2 separate regions of the Capra hircus genome follow, and region 1 is linked to region 2. A link is a contact called in public Hi-C data. All regions are on one chromosome and are shown on one strand. Each heading gives the region's core, a stretch centred on a gene start, on an enhancer-like site or on the middle of the called end of the contact. The rest is flanking DNA. Distances are from core to core; before and after follow the strand shown. Region 1 holds the start of GRK5 (G protein-coupled receptor kinase 5). Region 2 overlaps GRK5 (G protein-coupled receptor kinase 5).

Evidence for each region. Hi-C and Micro-C count contacts between places; a contact is called where the count stands out from the background.
Region 1: a contact with region 2 is called in a Hi-C map of blood, with 4 times the contacts expected there. The contact joins the promoter of GRK5 here to the enhancer-like site in region 2. A contact is called at or near these places in 2 of 5 Hi-C or Micro-C datasets (both in blood).

What each region holds. Positions count from the first base shown.
Region 1 is chr26:12,627,275-12,631,435 of ARS1.2, forward strand. It overlaps GRK5 (G protein-coupled receptor kinase 5), which reads right to left and starts at 1,335. Exons shown (of 17, transcript XM_005698535.3): 1 at 1,055-1,335. The coding sequence starts at 1,106.
Region 2 is chr26:12,434,599-12,439,002 of ARS1.2, forward strand. All of the region lies in intron 4 of GRK5 (G protein-coupled receptor kinase 5), which reads right to left. Among named protein-coding and RNA genes, the nearest start is that of TRNAY-GUA, 5.1 kb to the left of the region's middle. Within about 2 kb of position 2,038, at least 1 of the 5 cell types and tissues checked has an H3K27ac peak or open chromatin away from gene starts, as enhancers often do.

The DNA.
Region 1 (4,161 bases), core at 85-2,584, 190 kb after region 2:
AAGACCTTACCGAGACTGCATTCGACCTTGGGTGTCAAATAAAGCCTCCTCCCATGAAAGGGAAAACCACTTCCCTTTTCATAAAAAGGCTGCACCCAGAGCTCAAATCTTGGCAAAAGAAATGTTACATAAATTCCAGGTGTTCCTAAATATGTATGCTTACCCGCACAGAATCATTTTAGGAAGCATCTTAAGTTTCTGGGCCACTTTCTCTCTCACCCCTTCCCTCTCTCCATCTCAAGGAAGAGTCAAAAAGTGCGTTTATAGTCTCGACTTAGCTTCTTACCCACTCCATTTAGACGATATTTCCTGCTAACCTAATGCAGAAAATCTAATAATTTGCATCCAAAACACATCTAAGCAATGGCACACTTACCTTTCTTTTCTTAATTAAGCCAAAACCCAAAAAAATCCACTTAATCTCTCCCTCCTCAATGGGGGGGAAAACCACCCCTGAAATCATGTATTCTTTTCTACATGATTTGCACAACCATCCTCTCGTTCTGTGAACAGGCTAATTCCTCAACATCTTACTTTGCCTTTAAAAGGCTTCCTTCCACACGACGGGATTTCCCTAAGAAACATTCCCAGCGGATGGTTTCCAGCAATAACCTATATCAACTCAGCCGGCGCCCCTCCACCCCCAACACACACACACACACACACACACACACACACACGAATTCACTCACAGAACCATCCCGGGCCGACTCGGAAAAGCTGTTTGATTTGCATGTTTGCCCATCTCTTCCTGAATGAATGCCTTTCCAACTGACCTTTCAACAGCTGCCGAGAAGGCACGGCACGGTAAGGTTAGAGCTGGAAACTAGGGAATCTGTTTTAGCATCCTAATCCTTGCAACCTCGAGGTGACGTTTCCCCTTCTCTGCCCAAGTCCAGGTTCCCCGAGCACAAGGGCAGGAACCGTGAAGCGTTTGCCGAGCACTCTCCGAGGTGCCCTGCTCCCGACCTAACTCACTGCGGGCATCCCGCAACCCGCCCGATACCCCGGCTCGTGGCGAAGGCGCCAGGCACGCACCCGCCCTGCCTCTTACCTTCCCTGGCTTTCAGCAAGACCGTGTTGGCCACGATGTTTTCCAGCTCCATTGACAGTCGGCGGTCAGCGAGGGAGCCGGCCGGCGGGGCTGTCAGCGCCTGACGGTGCTGCCGCTGCTGCTGCTGCCGCTGCTTGGGCTGCTGCCGCTGCTTGCCGGAGCCGGGAGCGAGCAGCCCGCCTAGCCTACCGCATTATTCTTTGCTCTTATCCCTCGGAGTTTCCACCTCTGCAAAGAGGAGCCGCCGCCGCCGCTTCTTCCTCCCTCTGTGTCCCCCCTCCCCCCCTCCCTCAACAGTTTCCCCCCCACCCCCCACCCTGCGCGCTGCTCTGTCACTCCATTCTCCTCCCCTCGGGCTCCCGCGGATGCTTTAATGCTTCGGATGCTTCTGCCTCCCCTCTGTCGGTCCCGGGGGTGTGGTACTCGCAGGCTGGGGCGGCCTCACTGCGCAGGCGCTGGGCCGAGCCACGCCTCCCGCTCCGGCCCTCGCGGCGCGGGGCCTGCTGGGACTTGTAGTTCGGCCCGGCGCGCTGGGCTGGGGCCGGGACTGGCGCGCGGCTGCGGGAATCCGAGAACCGCCCCGGGACGTGCCTTCGGAGGGAAGGCGGTGGGGCGTGCAGCGAGCGAGTCAAAGGCGGCTCGGCGGAGCTGAAGCTCCCCTCCCCCCAACTCCAGTCCTGGGGCCCGTTCTCGCATATCCATGCCGGGGGAGGAGGGGTGGTCCCGCTCGCCCGCTTCCCGCCCTGCCGAATGCCCAGAAAGCGAAGTGCACGGGCCACGGCGAGGGCGGGGCGAAGCGTTGCGTCCGGGCAGGAGCTGGTGGCGGTTCTGGCCCCCCGCGTGGCGTGCTCGGGATGGAAGGGAGGTCAGGCCGGCCGGGCCTGCACCCCGGCTTTCTCCGGGGCACGCCAAGCCCACGTGGGCAGGGGGCTGCAGCCCAAAGGCGGCCAGGCATGCCCGCGGGCCCCGCACGCGGCGGCCGGCCGAGGTGCTGCCGTCGCACACGCGCTCGGTGGATGACAAAGGTGTACTTTGTTTTTCGTCCGAGGGCGCGAAGGGGGATCCGCGAGTCGGCGGCGACTCGGCGCTGGCGGCAGCATCGGTACCCGCGCAGCCTGAGCGCCCCTCGGCGGCCGCGGGATGGAAGCGCGGCGGTGGGGCCACGCGGACGACGGGTCCACCCCCAGGTTTCTCTGCGCCCCGGGACACCCGTCTGCGACTCCGGGGATCCCGGCGTGGGATGCGGACCGGTTCTACTAATAACCTGCCTTCCACCACACGGGACCGCGAATCAAGAATCTTCATTCCAACCCAACTGATTGATATTAATAAAAACGCAGACTGAATCGCCGGGGTCAGAAACATGAGTAGGTTAACAGCACCAAGTCTGTGTTAGACATTCGTTTTCCAAGTCCAGGCTTATTCATCTTGGGGCTCTTAGTGCCTTTCCACTGTATGCTCAGAACGTCGGGCCCCAGATCTGTGCTCAGCGTCGCCTCCTTGCTGCCTCCGAAGGCCTGGCCCGGGGGAAACGGGCGGTGGGGCACTCCGGACCTGCGACAAACGTTCTATCTGGGAAAAGGGCGGGCTGACCCCCAAAAACTGAGGTCTTTGCCTTTTGCGCACCCTGCGGGCGGGATATCCGTGCGGAAGCCGGCTCTGGACCTTCTCTGCCCAAAAAAAGGAAACCTTCCACCCCTCAGGGCTGCCAGGAAGTGGCAGGGAGGTGCAGAGAGAAACGGAGAACAATTACTATGCATTGGAGAATATAAAGAAATTAATAGACTTTTTCAGGCCTTGGAAACTAGGGTGGTCGCTGATTCTAACAGCTCAGGATTGTCTTTTTTCCTGATGGAGTGTATCCATCATCACCACTCCCTAGTGTCCAGTCCTGGGGCCCGTTCTCGCATATCCTACTCTTCCTGAATCAAACCCATTTTTCAAGAGTCAGTGGGTCTCCCTGGACCTCACTTGTCTGCGAAGTAGGGGGAATAACAGTTTGCCTTTCAAAAGGCAGGGAGCTGAGCAGATGATTTCTTAGGTATCTCCCACTCTGCTGCTGCTGCTGAGTCGCTTCAGTCGTGTCCGATTCTGTGCGACCCCATAGATGGCAGCCCACCAGGCTCCCCCGTCCCTGGGATTCTCCCACTCTAGGCATTACTATTCTAAGCACCCCAGGCTTGGTCTTGGCTACATAGCCACCTACTTACAATGAAAGCCCTAACTTACAATCAGAGTCTCTCAGAGAGACAGAGAAGCAGAGCTGGCAGCGTCTCGTGCACGTGAGTACTAAGTCGCTTCAGTAATATCCGAAGGTTTGCGACCCTGTGAACCCTAACGTAGCCTGCCAGGTTCCACTGTCCGTGGGAGTCTCCAGGCAAGGATACTGGAGTGGGTTGCCCTGCTCTTCTCCAGGGGATCTTCCCCATGCAGGTATGGAACCCAGAGTCTCTCCTGTCTGCTGAACTGGCAGCCGGGCTGTTTACCACTAGCGCCACCTAGAGCTCACCAACTGCAGTAGGCATTTTGCCCCTTGCCGTAGCTTAAGGCCTGATCCAGTCCAAACTTTACCTATTTGACTAACAAAAGCAACTGAAGAGCTCCCTGCTTCCAGCTCAAAATGGCAGAGTAGAAGGACGTGAGCTCAGCTCCTGCGAGAGCACCAAAATCGCAACTAGCTGTTGAACAACCATCACAGGAAGATGCTGGAACCCACCAAAAGAAGATAACACCCCCCCACCCCCGTCAAAAGCCTTTACATGGTTAATTTCACGGAACACAACGTCCAGATGAGGTAGAGAACAAAGCTGCGTTTTATAGATAAAGTCACCAGGTCAGAAGACGTTTTATAACTTGCCCAAAGTCATACAACTAATAAGAAGAAAGCCTACAGAAGACCTACCGAAGAAGACCTACCGATTTGAACCTAGCAATCAGACTTGGAGTCTATGCACTTAATTTCTGGCAAGCAACATACTGAACTGGCTTGCAGCTGTTTTGTTTGGCTCCCAGAGTAAACTTAAACTGTATTGTAAGAAAGCAAAGTAGGCAGTTGGCTAAGTGATTAAGGGGAGGGGGGAGGTTTCCATTCCAGATTATAACACCAA
Region 2 (4,404 bases), core at 788-3,287:
GACAACATTCATCATCATTGTGATTTCTTGAGCACCTATTATGTTAAGTCCTAGGAACTTTCCATGGGGTATCTTTTTTAATCTCTCAAAGTAGGTTTTACGCTTATTTAACCTGTATGAAGAATACATCATGTGACATGCCGGGCTGAATGAAGCACAAACTGGAATCAAGATTGCAAGGAGAAATATCAATAACCTCAGATATGCAGGTCAGGAAGCAACAGTTAGAACTGGACATGGAACAACAGACTGGTTCCAAATAGGAAAAGGAGTACGTCAAGGCTGTATATTGTCACCCTGCTTATTTAACTTACATGCAGAGTACATCGTGAGAAACGCTGGGCTGGAAGAAGCACAAGCTAGAATCAAGATTGCCGGAAGAAATATCAATAACCTCAGATATGCAGATGACACCACCCTTATGGCAGAAAGTGAAGAGGAACTAAAGAGCCTCTTGAAAGTGAAAGAGGAGAGTGAAAAAGTTGGCTTAAAGCTCAACATTCAGAAAACAAAGATCATGGCATCTGGTCCCATCACTTCATGGGAAATAGATGGGGAAACAGAGGAAACAGTGTTAGACTTTATTTTTGGGGGCTCCAAAATCACTGCAGATGGTGATTGCAGCCATGAAATTAAAAGACGCTTACTCCTTGGAAGGAAAGTTATGACCAACCTAGACAGCATATTAAAAAGCAGAGATATTACTTTGCCAACAAAGGTCCATCTAGTCAAGGCTATGGTTTTTCCAGTGGTCATGTATGGATGTGAGAGTTGGACTGTGAAGACAGCTGAGTGCTGAAGAATTGATGCTTTTGAACTGTGGTGTTGGAGAAGACTCTTGAGAGTCCCTTGGACTGTAAGGAGATCCAACCAGTCCATTCTAAAGGAGATCAGTCCTGGGTGTTCTTTGGAAGGAATGATGCTAAAGCTGAAACTCCATTACTCTGGCCACCTCATGCGAAGAGTTGACATATTGGAAAAGACTTTGATGTTGGGAGGGATTAGGGGCAGGAGGAGAAGGGGACAACAGACGATGAGATGGTTGGATGGTATCACCAACGCAATGAATGTGAGTTTGAGTAGGCTCCAGGAGTTGGTGATGAACAGGGAGTCCTGGGATGCCGCAGTCCATGGGGTTGCAAAGAGTCAGACATGACTGAACGGCTGAACAACAACAACAAAAGTTTTATCATGTCCATCTGATAGATGCAGAAATAGGCCCCGAGAAGTTAAGTTACTTGCCCAAGATCACACAGCTAGCATGGGAGCAGAGACAAGATTCAAACCCAGGCAGTCTGGTCAGAGAGCTTTATCCCTGAGCTCTACAGGTCCTCCAAGGATGCCATAGTCTTTCTCAAATAGGGAGTGGGGATGTGACTCTGCCTTGGAGAGCAAGCCTTCTTTGGAGGCTGGTGGGGCTGGATAATGAGGTGCAGTGGACGTTGTGTGTTTTGGTGAGCACTGTTTGTATTGCACTGTTGTGTACACACACACACACACACACTCAAGCTAATGGCGAGCATATGCTTTACTTCACTATATGAAAACATTCCTCCAAGGAGCTCCCTGCTCATTAGCAGCAGTTCCATCAGTGAGCAAAAGGTCAGCCCAGGAGACTGTCCGCTCTATTTCCAGACGCAAGCACTTAGGGCTTAATGATGTGTATGTTTTCATATGTGGGCAGTTGACATTCCTCATGTACACTGTTTGCAATTTCTCAATGTGGACAGACCTGGTTTTCAGGAAAAGCTGAGCAAGAGAGGCAAGACACTCTGGAAGACAGGGGTCTCAATGGGTCCCCTTCCTTCCAAACAGGTGGCTTCTGGCAGCGGGGGGCGGGGGGGGGGGAGAGGGGAGGTGGGGGGGTGTTGCCTGTCCCACCCATACCAGGTTGGAGGCAACTGTTTGTTGGAAGGCCAACTCACTTCTCCTCCAGGACAGGAACCAGGGAGGGGCACTCCCACAGCCATACCCTGGCCGCCCCTTGACCCTTGATGAAGAGATCTACGTCAATGGTGGGAAGCTCTGCACACAGGGCTGCCCAGGCCCAGCCGTGGGCGGGGGCAGGGGTGGGAATCACCCTCTAGCAGAGCCAGGGTCATAGGCATTGTGGGCGCCTAAGGAGAGGGGCTGGCTGATAGCCACTGGCCCCTCCAGGTGACTTTTCCCACAAATTCATACTTCCCATCACTTCCCAGAACGATGCCCTAGGTGGGGCTCGTGGATGCTGAGCCTTAGGGAGCTCTTCAAGGGGCAGAAATGTTGTTTATTCCTGTCTCATCTGAACTTGAGTAAAGCACTTGGCGAGCGGCTAGGACTCTACATGCCCGTAGACGGAACAGTTCATAAACAGATGACCTGAGGTTCAAATCCAGGCCTGTGCAGCTCCAAAACCTGCCATCTCTCCACTCTGCTTTGCTGAAATGAACTTACAATGTGCACTAAACAGTCAGTGCTTGATACATTTGTTCACCAAATGTGTATGCACATGTTCATTCAAAGAAGAAATGCCTTCATGAGGTCATCTGGTCTACCTCCTGCCTTTGAGCCAACTGGGTCAATCAGTTCTTTGAGATTTTCTTAGTTACAACCAGTTGGAGTGTTTGTTTGGGGTGGAAACTATGGACTGGAGGCTTGAGGGTGGCTGGGGGTGGGGAAACTGGAACTGCCTTGGGAGAAGCACCCTGGGGCCATGGGTTCCTGAGCCCATGAAGAGCCATGTCTCTCTGATGGTTTCATTTAACTCTATCCCCCCCCGCCCCCACTTCCAGTAAATTCCTCCTTTGAACAACTGGGAGATAAGTATCTGCCACCTGCCACCAATACTCCAGGCAAATTCACCATATGTAAAATCAGGAGCTGGGCCTGGTGGTGAGGACCCTCCAAAGTCTCCCCCTCCCCTCCCTCTTCTCTCCCCCCACTCAAGTTGGCTGGTTCCAAGTTCCATAAAAACTAACTTAGCCCAGCCTGCCTGACACTAGGAACAGGAATTGGGTGAAGAAAGCAGGACGGGAAGGAGGTGGGCAAAGCAGGGCCCAGTCCAACCCCCAAATCCTGGCTGGAAGTGAAACCTGCTTGTACAATCACAACCGGCAGACAACGGAGCGCGTTTGCCGATCGGCAGCCTTGGACAACGTTTCACTCCAGGGTTGATTTAAGGTCTGGCTGACAGGAAGAGAAAGCCCCATTCTTCCTCCTTTTAATCAAAACCTTCAGTGCCATGTGGGGAAGCCAGGGGCCGCAGAACCTGGGTCCACCTGGAATAGTTCGTCTTCCACACCTGCCAGGCAGCAGGCACAAACCAACGAGCCCCAGACAAGAACAGAACCAAAGGGAAAGGCAGAGTTTGGTTATCTTGGTCGTTGGGAAAGTGAACCAGCCCAGCCAAGCGCTCTCAAGCAAAGGGGCTGTGAGACTATGGCTCCCGGGCCTGACTAGGCCAGACGACTCCATCCTGTGGCTCTCGGCCCAGACACGAGCTCCTCCCCGGGTGTCCACGTGGGCAACGAGGCTGCTGGACCACGTGGCCTGAGCACCATGCCAGATGCAGCCCCTGAGGGCAGAGACACATGCTGGATAGGCAGCTAGTGGCTGGAAGTCCTTGGGGTAGACGCTGGGAAAATGACAAGTCTCATAGCTCCTCTCTTACGCTCTAAGGAGAGGTGAGGCTTGCTGCTGACCATCAGGGGGGCGTGGTCTCCATTCAGAAGTAATTCACCCCAAAGCAGAGGGAGCTGAAGCTCTGGGGCCCCTTACTTGCAGTCCAGGAAGCAACCAAGTGTTCTCTGTGGGAGAGGAAGCAAGTCTGCACAAGCACTTCCAGGAAATGGAGGTCTCAGGTGACAAGCACCGAATCCCCAAGGCTGTAGGTGTCCGTTGTGATTTCTTTTCTCCTTCTCAGGAGATACTCACTTTGGTACCTAATGTTCTGCTCTTTCTTCTTAAAGACTTTCCCTCAATGTTATTTAAGCTTCAGCTGCCACAAAACCTGGATCTTCCTTTGTCTCTGACAGACGGCACTCAGTCTTGAAGGAAACTTCTCCAGGGGGGCACCCAGGGATCCACCTCCGGCCTGACCGCCACTCTGCGCCTTTATCTTTCTGTGATAAACAGCCAAAGACCCAGAGGGCCTCACAGGGCTCTCTGGAGCTTTTTGTGGCTGGAGAAGGTTAGGAAGGCCGTTGCTCTGACACTGTGGTAGGAAGCAGCCCAGTGTCCTTTGTAAGGCCCATGGTTCCATTATGACGCAGACAGAATACGTGGCCACCCTGGTAATCTCCTTAAGTCTTTGGGCAAAGATCTCTTATACCAATTCAGGGCTGACCCTGGGTTTAGCTGGTTACTGTGCCAGGAAGATACTGGGGGGGACAGGAGCTGCCTTTGTGAGCAGACTTAAGAGGTGCT